Linked DNA regions of Mus musculus: all the other regions are linked to region 3. Evidence: chromatin contacts called from public Hi-C and promoter capture Hi-C data. All regions are on one chromosome and are shown on one strand. The core of a region is the stretch at or near the end of the contact, and the rest is flanking DNA. Distances in the headings are between cores, read along the strand shown.

What was found. Promoter capture Hi-C pulls out the DNA fragments that hold promoters and counts their contacts. A called contact is a pair of places that touch in the nucleus more often than the background predicts.
Region 1: a promoter capture Hi-C map of stem cell-derived epiblast-like cells shows a contact between it and region 3, with 4 times the contacts expected there. The contact joins the promoter of Kcne4 here to the promoter of Mrpl44 in region 3. A contact is called at or near these places in 11 of 39 promoter capture datasets (the 3T3-L1 cell line, 3T3-L1-derived adipocytes, cranial neural crest and 6 more), 1 of 484 Hi-C or Micro-C datasets (uterus) and 1 of 115 datasets of contacts at active chromatin or transcription factors (astrocytes).
Region 2: a contact with region 3 is called in a Hi-C map of B cells, with 10 read pairs. The contact joins the enhancer-like site here to the promoter of Mrpl44 in region 3. A contact is called at or near these places in 2 of 484 Hi-C or Micro-C datasets (B cells and bone marrow-derived macrophages) and 3 of 115 datasets of contacts at active chromatin or transcription factors (bone marrow-derived macrophages, memory CD8 T cells and microglia).

Annotation. Positions count from the first base shown.
Region 1 is chr1:78,814,318-78,818,575 of GRCm38.p6, reverse strand. Kcne4 (potassium voltage-gated channel, Isk-related subfamily, gene 4) reads right to left here and starts at 1,665. Exons shown (of 2, transcript NM_021342.2): 1 at 1,580-1,665; 2 at 1-965. The coding sequence starts at 939. The coding sequence ends at 427. The region is part of intron 3 of Gm29536 (predicted gene 29536); the gene reads left to right.
Region 2 is chr1:80,658,075-80,662,472 of GRCm38.p6, reverse strand. All of the region lies in intron 1 of Dock10 (dedicator of cytokinesis 10), which reads left to right. Among named protein-coding and RNA genes, the nearest start is that of Dock10, 98 kb to the left of the region's middle. Within about 2 kb of position 2,567, at least 61 of the 459 cell types and tissues checked have an H3K27ac peak or open chromatin away from gene starts, as enhancers often do. A contact at or near this core is called in B cells, bone marrow-derived macrophages and microglia, where this site is marked.
Region 3 is chr1:79,773,469-79,777,371 of GRCm38.p6, reverse strand. Mrpl44 (mitochondrial ribosomal protein L44) reads right to left here and starts at 1,354. Exons shown (of 4, transcript NM_001081210.1): 1 at 1,061-1,354. The coding sequence starts at 1,239. It also overlaps a transcript of Wdfy1 not described here.

The sequences.
Region 1 (4,258 bases), core at 416-2,915, 960 kb after region 3:
AGATACTTACAGCCCATCAGATCTAGAAGAACAAAGCTCTAGGAAAATTAGCAAATCGAAACGAGTCCTTCAGCCTGCCCTGGGCAGTTGTCAGCCCTGGGCACAGACAGATGCTGCAGAAGTTACCCAGGGCCTCCAGTGAAAAAACACCACATTATCCAGCCAGATGCTGACCACAGACCCACCACCACCCAGGCCCCAGAGTCAATGGTCATGCTGTATGTCTCTGGGACTTTTTCAGAGATGAGTCCCACAGGAACCTCAAGGACTGCAGCTGAGCCTTGTCTCTCCCTGCCCCATTTTGGAGCTTGCCCTCAGTCTGTTCAATGTGGCAGCCGCAGAGCAAAAGCGAAACCCGGCACTTGGCAAGTGTCTTCCCTCTGTCAAGTGTAGCTTACGGAGCTACCTCCTAGCACCTGGTGGGTGCTAGGAATTCTGGTGGATGTTCTCGGAAGAGCCTTCACTGCTGTCGTTGAGAGGCGTCTCGGAGGTCTCCTCCAGCTCGTCATCAGCCCCCTCCTCCTGGATGGGAAGGTGCACATCAGGAGAGGAGGACTCGGAGCTCACACTGTCCCCTTCCATCGAGCAAAGAGTGCAGGACAGTGCCGGCGCCACACTCTCCTGCAGCATATTCAGCATCATGGGCACCTGCCCTGACCTCAAGCCGGACATCATAGGTAGCGGCTTCATAGCCTCCCCCCACAGCCTCTCCTCGTCTTTGTACAACAGCAGAAGGCTGGACTTCTTCTCCCGCCTCTTGGATTTCATGTAGCCCAGCATGATTCCGATCAGGAAAACGCCATAGAAGGACATAACGACCAAAATATAGAAGTATTCATTGCCATTACCACTGCTGTTACTAGGCACATGGGACTCGAGGGGGCTGCTGGAGGCTGCAGCGCTGGGGTATGTGCTGTTCAGAGGCTCCATCCTCAGCATTGAATTGCCGCTCACACAGCCGGGATCTGGGGAGAGAGCCGCAAGTTAAACCTTCCACCTGGATCCATGGGACAGGCAGAAGGCAAGCACATGGCTCGTGAAATTGCAATAGATCAAAATACACCTATTTTGATTAAGAACAGGAATGAAAGAAAGAGCTGAACGTAAGGCATCTCACCAAGCAGTCAACGGGTTAGCTCAGAGAGCTTGGAGCAAGTAAGAGAAATTAGGGGAGGGAAAGGAGGAAAAAATGAGAAAAATGTTCACCAGATAGAAAAATCGGTGATAGACAGACAGGTGATCGATAGGTAGGTAGATAGATAGATAGATAGATAGATAGATAGATAGATGGATGGATGGATAGATTATACACTTTATTTACATTTCAGAAAATAACTATGCATTAGCTCTATACTTTGAACATTATAGACCATATAAGGATTCATGGGGGGAAAGCATCTTAAAATTGAAAGGCATGCTTTAGCTGGCACGGCAGAAGCAAACTTTACATTTTGTTTCAAAAGCTTCAACTTCCAAAACAAAGTTTCCTTACATAAAAAAGAAAGAAAGAAAACTTTCTCTATTAATAGAACTATTCCCCCTTGCATGTCTCCGAAGACAAGGAGTCTTGCTAACTTACCAAAAGCTGACAGTTTGTCCCAAGTGTGGAACTCTTAAACGGCCAAATCTGAGGATGTTTCTCTTCTCTGTCAGGCTCTGCGCTCTGACAGCCCGGCTGCTGTCCTTGGGATATATAGTCAAGAAATGCATCGTCACGTGTTCCGGGAGGAAAATTTACAACAGAGGTTGACTGTGGCTGAGCAAGCAGCAAACTCAAAGCGCTGCAGTTCAACTCTCTGAACTCTGCAGCTGTGAAGAGAGAAGGAGGGGGGGAGTAGGAGCTCCCTGTCCCGGACCGACCAACCCAGCTCAGAGCAAGAGGCTTTGGGTGGCCAAAATCAAAGTGTGAAAAGGGGAGAAAAAAAAAGTGCTGCATTTGAACTGATACCCCAAAGCCCACTCTCACTGACTGAGTTTGTTTCCTTTTCCTTGTGGAAAGTGATTGGTTGATATGTTACTAATAGGTTTTCATGGGGAATCCAAACCATTAGAATGAAAGACAGTGGGGAGCAAAGGTAGGGTTTAGAGTCAAGAAACAGAAGTGGATGCTCACAGTCAGCTATTGGATAGATTAACAGGGCCCCCAATGGAGGAGCTAGAGAAAGTACCCAAGGAGCTAAAGGGAACTGCAACCCTATAGGTGGAACAACATTATGAACTAACCAGTACCCCGGAGCTCTTGTCTCTAGCTGCATATGTATCAAAAAAGATGGCCTAGCCGGCCGTCACTGGAAAGAGAGGCCCATTGGTCATGCAAACTTTATATGCCCCAGTACAGGGGAACTCCAGGGCCAAAAAGTGGGAGTGGGTGGATAGGGGAGTGGGGGGGAGGGTATGGGGGACTTTTGGGATAGCATTGGAAATGTAAATGAGGAAAATACCTAATAAAAAATATTTTAAAAAGAAAAAAAAAGAAACAATTGCTTCCGTGTTACGTTCTTCCACTAATTGAGTGAATTTGATAAACCCTCCCTTAACCTTCCCAGGCCTCGTATTGCTGCAGTAAAACTGTTGGCTAGTGAGGGGCAGGACTGCTCAGCAAACAGAGTTCTAAGAACTTTATGAGTTTTGGGTTTGTTTCAGCTTAACTACTTTAAAATGCAAGCTTCTACTTGCTCACATTATGCTCACAAATATTGTCCTTACAATCTCTTTTAGAATCTTTCAGATTCTGTCCAGAGATTGGTGGGCAACACTAATGCAGCAATTGAGAGGCAAATCAAGGGGAGCCTGAGCTCTGTGTCAGCTGAGCTACAAAGATAGAGTTTGTATGAAGACAAAAATCTTCAGATTCTCTTTAGTGAGCCGGACTAAGTGGAAATGTGCTGGCGAGAGCTACTGAGAGCAGGTTTTGCTCCATTCTACCTCACATGGCAGTGCCTCTGAAGCACCAGACAAGAGTGCCACACATCTCTGGGTATCTCAGACAGGTCATGGGAGAAACAGGTATTCTCAGCGAACCACCAAGCAAGGTTCAAAACAAGCTGCTATGCGTGACATGAGAAGAATCACCAAGAACTTGCTCGCTCGCTGGGCTGTTTACTCTAAAGGGCTGTCATTCTAATCCAGGGAAACTGGCAAGGAGCCTTTACATCTAGTAGCCTCTGTCCAAGGAGCCGCAGCAGGGCTGGCATGTATGACAACTTTAAAGACACCATCATTGATGGGTCTACTGACACTGAGCTGAAGGCACGGAGAAACATGTAAACTTCCCTCTGACTGCATACAGCACATACGATCCAGATGCTAGAACTGTCATTGTGAGTCTGGCTCTGTGCCTGATGTGAATTCTGACAGGCATCCTGGGAAAAAGAGTTGGACCAGTAACTTACAGCACTGGACAACACACCAGATGCTTTGGTCAGTGCTCACCCCGTAAATCTCCAGCCGGCACGGAGGGATCGGCCACTGACCCCAGCACCAAGGTTGTTCATGCCAGGAAATTTCACTCATATCAGTACATCTGGGTTCACCACTCTGCCAGTTCAAAACTCTACAGCTACATGGTAGACCTGACCTTTTCCACCCACCCACCACATAAGCACTGGCGGATGTCCAATCCACATGGGCATGCCATGGCACATCTGGAATATTAGAATAGGAAAGTACCATGAGAAGCATTCCTATTGGTACTTGCCATAGTAGTATTGCCCAGGTACCCTGAGATAGATGAGATTAGTCATCACTAGGGGATTGCCAGGCACTGCAAACTAGAAAAAAGAAGGTAGAGAAATGGGTCACCACATCTTAACAGGAGCTGGAGCAGGAGCTGACAGCCAGGTGTTAGAAAGCCAAGCAGCCACTGAGTGTTAAACAAAATCAATCCCAGGCCTGAGCCTATTGCCCCAAGGCACTAAAACCAAGAACAGTCCTGGCTTCTGGAACAAATCCAGAAAGGAGGCCAATGGACTAAGAAGTCAGAAGCAGAGGGAGAATCAAATCCAAGGATTTGTCACAAGCAAGCATTGTCACAAGTGTCAGAGAAAAAAGGTACCCTTGAAACCACAGACTGCCTGCTGGAGACCCTGTGACCTCTGATGCCCCCAAACTCTGCAAGTATCTTTCTGGGAAACACTGGAGGAAATCACTGAGCACTGTCAAGCAGAGACATAGCTCGGTTTATGTGTTTGGTTGTCCTGGTTGGGTACCCCGGTGATAATCTAAGGCTTCTGGAAGCTTCTCGTGCACAGCCACTTTC
Region 2 (4,398 bases), core at 1,318-3,817, 880 kb before region 3:
GGTGTTGAGAAGCGCTGTGGGTTAAGTCTCCACAAAAGGATTTACTTTTTGTTTCCACTAAAAGAGACAACACACAGGAGAAGAATGGGTCTATCTTACATCCACCACACATACAGTATTGGCAAGAGGACAGTCCCCAGCGTCTCGAAGTATAATGAAGCTAATCACTCTATGAATTATCTTAATTGAATTTGAAGGTATTGCTACTGAGTACCAGGGGAGAAGCAGCCAATAAGGACCTGGTGTTTTCCCGAAGCATTCAGTAGCAATGCATTCAAATTTAATTAAGATCAGTCATACAGTGATTAGCTTTCTTCTGTGGAAGGCACTAGGGAGTTTCCTGCTACAGTTGCTTGGTTTTGGTCAGCCTAGGATAGGGATATCTATTTCCACAGGCTTTCTCTTCTACTGAGGAGAGAATTGTCCAATCCAACCTTAAGTATTATCCTAAGATGTGGTTTTCATTTTGGAAAGCAGACTCCAAGAAAATGAAATAAGTAATTAGAGGAGGCCGCGTGAGGTGGGTGCCTCCGGGTCATTCCGACTCTTTCCCCTCTCTGCACTCATGTGCAGATTATTTAAATCACTCTAAACTTCTGTTTCCTCTTCTGAGAAAAGTTCACCTATCACCCAGTCTGTCTTAAGAGCGTGTGTTAGAATTACATGTGTACCTTCTGAGCATAGTTTGAAAGATGAAAAAAAAAGGTAAAATTATTATTTTTCAGTATTGCTGTTTCCAAGGGCAAGGGGGAAGGGGGACACAACTGTGGTGCAGGCTTCCTCTCTGTGACTCAGTTGAAGCCACAGAGGTACAGGGGCTTCCGTCATGATCTAAGAAGCAAGTTTGGTAACACGGTTCCTCAGTAAATACAAATCTGGGATGTGTTGATTCACTGGTGCTCCAGGTTCACAAGATTCTGTGTGGATAAGGTGGGGCTTGCCTCAAAAAGCATGAGTCGTCTCCTTTTCTGTGTATTCCCAGGTTAGTAGAAGCCCACCCAAATGGAACTTTCCACTGAACATTTATCTCAGCTTCGAAACAGTAAATGCCATCAGAGCCTCCTGAAGAGGTGGTAAAGAAGGCGCAAATCAAGTGACAGGATTCCTGCATGAAGACTTATGTCATGCTAGGGAATTTTAAAAAAAAAGAAAAAAGAAAAAAAAAGGGATGACTTTAAATTCTCTTAACTATTGTTATACATTACAGTGAAAGGAAGATGATAATTGGATGTAATTTCCACAATTTCTTTCTTTCTTTTATTTTTTTCCTTTGTAATGATCATGTGAGCATTGGCACCACATTCAATCTTTGCTCTGAGGCAAGTTTAAAGTTAGCTCAATTTCATATTAATCAAGAATACTTACGAAGAACTAGGACTTATATGTTTTTCAAACTGTGTCCTTTCAGTTTTTGTGTACTCTGCGTCTTTCAACATTTAGTTAAAGTTGTGTAATTGACTCTATTGGATTTTTTAAATTATTTTTTAAATTTTTTTAAATTAATTTTTTAAATTATTAGCTTATTTTCACAATTTCCAGATGCATTGACCAAGAATCAACTTCATATATTTGGGTCTGTGTTACCATAGGAAGTGTACCTGTGGGTCATGACCCCTTGGGGGGATAAGGACCCTTTCACAGGAGTCACATATCAGATATCCTGCATATTAGATATATAAAATATGATTCATAACAGTAGCAGAAATACAATTATGAAGTAGCAATGAAAATAATTTTATAGTGTTGGGGGGATCACTACAAACTGAGGAACTCTATTAAAAGGTTCCAACATGAGGGCTGAGAACCACTGGGTTAGACAGTACTGTGTTGTGAGAAATGTTCAGGAGAAATGAAACTTATTGCAACATCACTGTCAACCTACATCCTTGAATCGTATGTGTGCTGCCCTTCGGTTGATAATTTTCTCATAAGCTGCATTTGTATGTTTATTTTTAGCTTTTAATCAAGATTACTTAATATGATATCTACTATATAAGAAGTCTTAATGAAACTATCATTTCCTTTGTCAGTTTCATGGTCTAATTTGGAAAGATCAAATTCATGATTAATTTCACTTATTATGTCTGTCATCTGTATAGTCAGAAGCAAATGTGGAAGTTTTAAAAATAACCATGATTTATTGTTTTAAAATTGCTCCTGGCCTGTGGATTATGAATCTGCATGATTTCTGAGTGTTTGGCATAGCTTGGGTATGCACGACGGTTTGTCCTCTCCCTAGGAATGTTGCCTGAGAGCACTTTAGGAACTGAAATCTATAGGCAAAGACACTAATTGGAGAGATATCCACTGATTTCCTACATTCATCATGGTACATTGCATTATTGTGCTTTCATTCTGGTGAGCTTTAGAGTACTTACGAAGGATAACTCGTAGGCTAATGTGAGTCATCTCCTCCCTGGTCATGGACCCTCCTTTTCTCTTACTGCTTATTGCAAGGAACAATTAGAGTGGGGAATCTATTTAGGCCTCTGTGTAAGGAGCTAGTTAGCAAAAAGGAAGTACAAACTGAAGTCCCAGGAGAGACGTGCTAATGCTTTTCTTCCATTTTCTTGTGGCACTGGGGATCAACCCCAAGGCCTTGCACATATTAGTCAAGCACCCTATCATTGGACAGGGTGATGCTTGGCGAATAAGTAAAGAGACTGGAGCAGAATTAAAACAAATCTGGATTGCCAGGATGAAATTTGCAAAAGGATACTTTGAGAAAAAACAAAGAAGCAGGAGTGATCAGGACTTCTGAACTCAGTCAGTCCACACACAAAAAAGGAGAAGTGTGCTTTGAAACTTGATGCAACCTAAGAGCGTATGTGAAGGCAAAATAGAGGAATCTAAATAGATGGCAGAAATAGGGAAGGTAAATAGGTGCCAGGGAGCTGCAGAAGGGCTGGCTCCGAATTGATTGGGAGGGGAGCCTATTAACATAACAGGATAAATAGCATTTCCTCAAGGTTGACTGTTGTGGGAAAGACAAGAAATAATGCAGGAAAGAAGCTCCTGTCTATTGGAGTGCGCTATGGGCATTTGTTAGAGGAGAGGGGTCATAGCACATGGGAAGCAAGGTCATGATCCCACATCCTTCATCATATGAAAAAAATTTTTTTAAGATTCCCTTAAGGGCTGGGCATATGCCTCAGCGAGTAAAGTGCTTACCGTGTAAGTGTAAGTACCCAGGTTATGGTGGCAGTAGAGACTGGAGCTCATTGAGCCAGCTTGGTGACCTTGGGGTTCAGGGAAAGACACTCTTTCAAACAGAGCAGTTGACGAAGACACCTGATATTGACTACTTGCCTCCAAATGTATGTGTGTACTTGTGTACTCAAACACACACACACACACACACACACACACACACACACACACCCTCATGCTTACATATACATACCTACATGGGCATGTCCATACTCCATACATACACACACATACAAGATTCCCTCACTTAGTGGCAATTTCTAATGTGGCTCTTCATGGTATTATCCGTCTTCACTGCAGAAATCCTGAGTCTACATTTTCATTGTCTCTTCTCTTCTTTGCACTCCTAGAAATAATTTCTTGTCTTCTATTCCTGACAATCTCTTTCCTGAGGGACCCAGTGGCCTCTTGCCACTGTTCAGACCTCTAATTCTCTACACTGTTTTAAAAAAAAATTGCTAAGTGAGCAGCAATAGTACCCAAAATTATAGATCTATTCTAGAATCTTTCCGACAGGAAAATAAATTTTGACATTTTGGCCTTTGAAAATCCCAATTGTTGACAGAGTCTTCAAGGTGAACTGGACTGAAATTCCAACCCCTCCATCAATTTACTGGTTAGGTTGCACAGTTTTCAGACTCCATGGATCATCTGTTTGGAGAAAAATGCTCAACTGTGATGATCTCTTCTAGAATTAAGATACGTTCTCAATGAGAGACAGTTTTAATGTGTATCATAGCCCATGACATTGACCATGTATGGTAAACTCATTATGATAGTAGCTATTGTTACTATTATTAAGTATTTTGATGTAGCTGTGTTTTTTTTTCTGTAAGCAAACCTGCATGAAGTAGTCTTAATATAAGAGTCACCCCAAATTGGTCTCCTGAGATGAAAATCATAGAACAAAACAAAGTGACCTGAGCCCGGGCATAGCTTCCAGATGCTTTTATAAACCAAAGAGATCTGCCAGCACTCCCAGAACAAAGAGGTAGCTCTTGTGGAGAGCAAAATTATAGCTTGTGGCTGTCAGCACTGAAAGCAAAGCGGCCATATACTCTTCTTTTGTATCTCTCTTAGGAAAGTGATGGTCGGGTGAGTTTATCCTGGTAGGAAATTAGAAGTTACAGCTGCTCTTCATGGATGACCTTGGAAAGCCAAAAAGTGTTACTGGAACCTCTCTTACCC
Region 3 (3,903 bases), core at 105-2,604:
TAATTCAGTGGTAGTGGTAATTGACACAATGGCCTGGTGTGTGCAGGTACACTGTACAGACACACAATTCCAAGAATTAAATGCCTTTTCCTAGAGAAAATTAAATGTCTTTTCCTAGAGAAAAATAATGCCACAATAAAATCCTTTAAAGTTAAAAGAGAGAAGAAAAATAGATCTAAGTTTAAAATCATAAATCTAAATTTGTTTTCTATAGTTTTTTCCAATTTTAACTCATTAATCTTAAAATACCCACCTGTCTATTGGGCAAGGGAATGTAAATTAAGACATGATTCTGAGTCTTGCTTATTAAACCACAATAATTGTGCAATAGAAGGTGTATTCTCACTGGTGTTAGTGTAAAGGGGATTAATATTCTCCTGGAGGGCAATATTAAAATAGTAATCAAAGTCTCAGCTCAGGAATAACTAGCTAACTAGAGACAGTTCCTGCTTCTTTGGTGTTCTAACAATCTAACGGAAGTCAAATGCCAAAGAAACTGTAAGAATGAAGTTGATCTTCGTGTACTTTTGCCCACTAAGACAGAGTATACAGAAAGTGCATGATGCAGGATCGTATATAAGCATGATGCACTTTAGAAAAATCTGTGGGGTTTTTGTTGAGGTTGTTGTTGTTGTTGGCTGTTTTGATTTGTCCGACAACCCCCCCCCCCGCCCCCAGGCAAGAAGATTAATTAGATAAAAAACCTAAACTTTTATCCTCACTCCAGGCAGTGGACATGAAATTCTGTTACACACAGAATTAAATGTTTCTACCCTGGTACGCAATATGGTAGAATTGATGACCCTATTCCTCTTTAAAATACCCAATTGGCCTGAGATTAGGAAGTGACAAAATTGGGTCAATCCCAATCCCAAGCAGTTACCCTCTGGTCGACCCCATTTGCTTATATTCAGCTAGTGAGATTCTGCAGGGGACAGCCCAGCCCCTGTCGCCCAGTTCCTCTGCCCCATGCTGCCTGCAGGAACGTGCCCACCGCAGTTGCCTGCAGCCTGGTGTCCTCGCCGCCACCTTAGCCTCTCCACCCTCCCGAGACGCCTACCGTCGCACTGGCGGCGGCGGGCAGCGTAGCAGGCGCCATCGCTCCAGCTCTTTCTGGAAGCGGAAGGCGGCACGGAATCCCTTCTTCACTCCCCGAACCGGAGGAGCCAGCGTGGGGACGGCCGGAGCCAATAGGCGGCGAGGGCCCTGCTGCAGCAACCGGAATACAGCAGAAGCCATGGCAAGAACAAGGCAATAGGAGGCGGAAGGAAGACAGCCGGAGCGGTGTAGCCCGAACGCGGTTCCCCGGAAACTGGTGCAGCAGCAGAGAGAGGCCTGAACGCTGGAGGACACCGAAGAGGGAGCATGGCTAGTGTACTGCGCGTGCGCAAGTGCTTCTTTCTGCCCATTCTGTAAGTATGGGTGCAGAAATTGTTGAGAAACAGTTGCTTGACCCTATCAGTCTCGCTTGTGTTTATTTCTCATTAAAGCAGAACAAAAACTAGTTTTTAAAGTTCTAAATAAAACACTTAAATTTTCACAAGAAAAACATTTCTTGTTTACATTCAGTCTTAAAAGTTGCAGACCATCATTCCAGCCACTACTGAGGAAATGTTTTCAAAGTTTAAGGCTTCACCCAACCGTTTCCAAAAAGTCTCGCTTACAAAAGCACGTTCAGAAGTGTGTTTAACTTAACCAAAATTAAAGTTTGTATTTTAAAACAACTACTTTCCTCCCACCCTACCCCCCTCCCACAGGGGAAGACTCGGGACCAGGAGGGGTACATAAAAATATTAACAGTGAAATTACAAGTTTTTTTTTTAAAAATCTGTATCAACGTTTGAAGCTTTCCTAACAAAATATGAGTAAAAGACCTGAAGTCAGAAATGGAAGTGTCTCTGCTTCTTTTCCCATAGTTTTTATGGTGAACATCTTTTCCTTGAGAGGCACCTGTATGGTTCTTATACAAGGGAAACAATTCCCCTGCACTCACCCAGTTAGACTCCAGGGTCTTTGTGCCTGCTTTCACAAACAGCTTGTTCATTTTTTTTCTCTTTTTTTATTATTATTATGTATTTTCTTCAATTACATTTACAATGCTATCCCAAAAGTCCCCCCACTCCCTCCCCCCCCCCACTCCCCTACCCACCCATTCCCATTTTTTGGCCCTGGCGTTCCCCTGTACTGGGGCATATAACGTTTGCCTGACCAATGGGCCTCGCTTTCCAGTGATGGCCGACTAGGTCATCTTTTGATGCATATGCAGCTAGAGTCAAGAGCTCTGGGGTACTGGTTAGTTCATAATGTTGTTCCTCTGATAGGGTTGCAGATCTCTTTAGCTCCTTGGATACTTTCTCTAGCTCCTCCATTGGAGGCCCTGTGATCCATCCAATAGCTGACTGTGAGCATCCACTTCTGTGTTTGCTAGGCCCCGGCCTAGTCTCACAAGGGACAGCTATATCAGGGTCCTTTCAGTAAACGCTTGCTAGTGTATGCAATGGTGTCATCGTTTGGAGGCTAATTATGGGATGGATCCCTGGATATGGCAGTCTCTAGATGGTCCATCCTTTTGTCTCAGCTCCAAACTTTGTCTCTGTAACTCCTTCCATGGGTGATTGTTTCCAATTCTAAGAAGGCGCAAAGTGTCCACACTTTGGTCTTCGTTCTTCTTCAGTTTCATGTGTTTTACCAACTTCTTATGCTCGTTTTCTGCTTCTGTAACTCTGCCTATTTGCCTGTCAAATCCTCCATTTGGAAACCCCCTACTCTTGGACGACAAAAAAACCTTATCTTCCCTAGATCTAATGAGGATCTCTTGAACCCCACCTGTATTGAGAGACAGCCAATGTACACAAACTTTAGAGGTTTGTTTTAATCAATTGCTTTCTTTAATTAATTTGGCCATCATGATTTGAGCTAGGGGTCTTTTTCCTCACATCTGTGGGATTAACAGTAATCTCAAGCTTAATAAAGTTAGTGAAAGAGATCCACACACATTGGGAGTTCCCCTTCATACCTCAGATTAGGAACAAACCACACCCAAACACCTGCTTTCACAGAGAGATCCTTTATTAAGTGGGGGAGGAAAGTTAAGGTGGCTGCTTTCTCACTCTGGCAGAAAAACAGTAGAGAAAGAGGGGGGTCATGTTAGGATGGATGATACATTTTGATTGGGTATTTTAATTAGATGAGCCAAAGGGGGCTAATGATTGCTGGCCTTCAATACTTACATAGCTGGACTCTGGCAGTCAGCCTTAGGAGGAGGAAGTGACCAAGTAAAGGAATAGACCTTGGTGGCTAGCTTTAGGAATGTAGTCTAATGGTTTTTAGCAAGGCAGAGGGAATGGAAAAGAAGGACAAGGCCTACCAGAGCCAGGCTGCCAGAGTCCCTTCAGTTAAAGTGATGTCTCTATGTGCTGAGGCTCTCAGAAACAACAACTATAAGAATAACCTGTAATGTCTCAAGTAGTTTCTCCCACTTTTGACCCACATGAAGCTCAGAATTAACATCTGCATTCAGCTTGCTGTCATTCCACTGATGTAATCACTTAAAACTAGTATACTCTTGGTTGTCAACTTGACTACATATGGTATTAACTAAAACTCAAATGACCAGACACATTTTCGAGGGTTTTTTTTTTTTTCTTAATTAAATTACTTGAAATGAGAATTTTCGCTGCTAACCCAGAGTTTTGAGGTGGGGAGATATACTGTTACTCTGTGCCTCACTTTCCGCTGGCAGCCTATATAAAGGACATGGAGGAAGGAAGCTTGCTTTTCTTGTCTGCATGCTCTGGCTAGTGCTGGCAAGTCAATCTTTTCACTAGCATTAGAGCCCACTTCTCTGGGATTTCAGCATATACTGAAGACCAGCTGAGACATCCAGCCTTGTGGACTGAACAC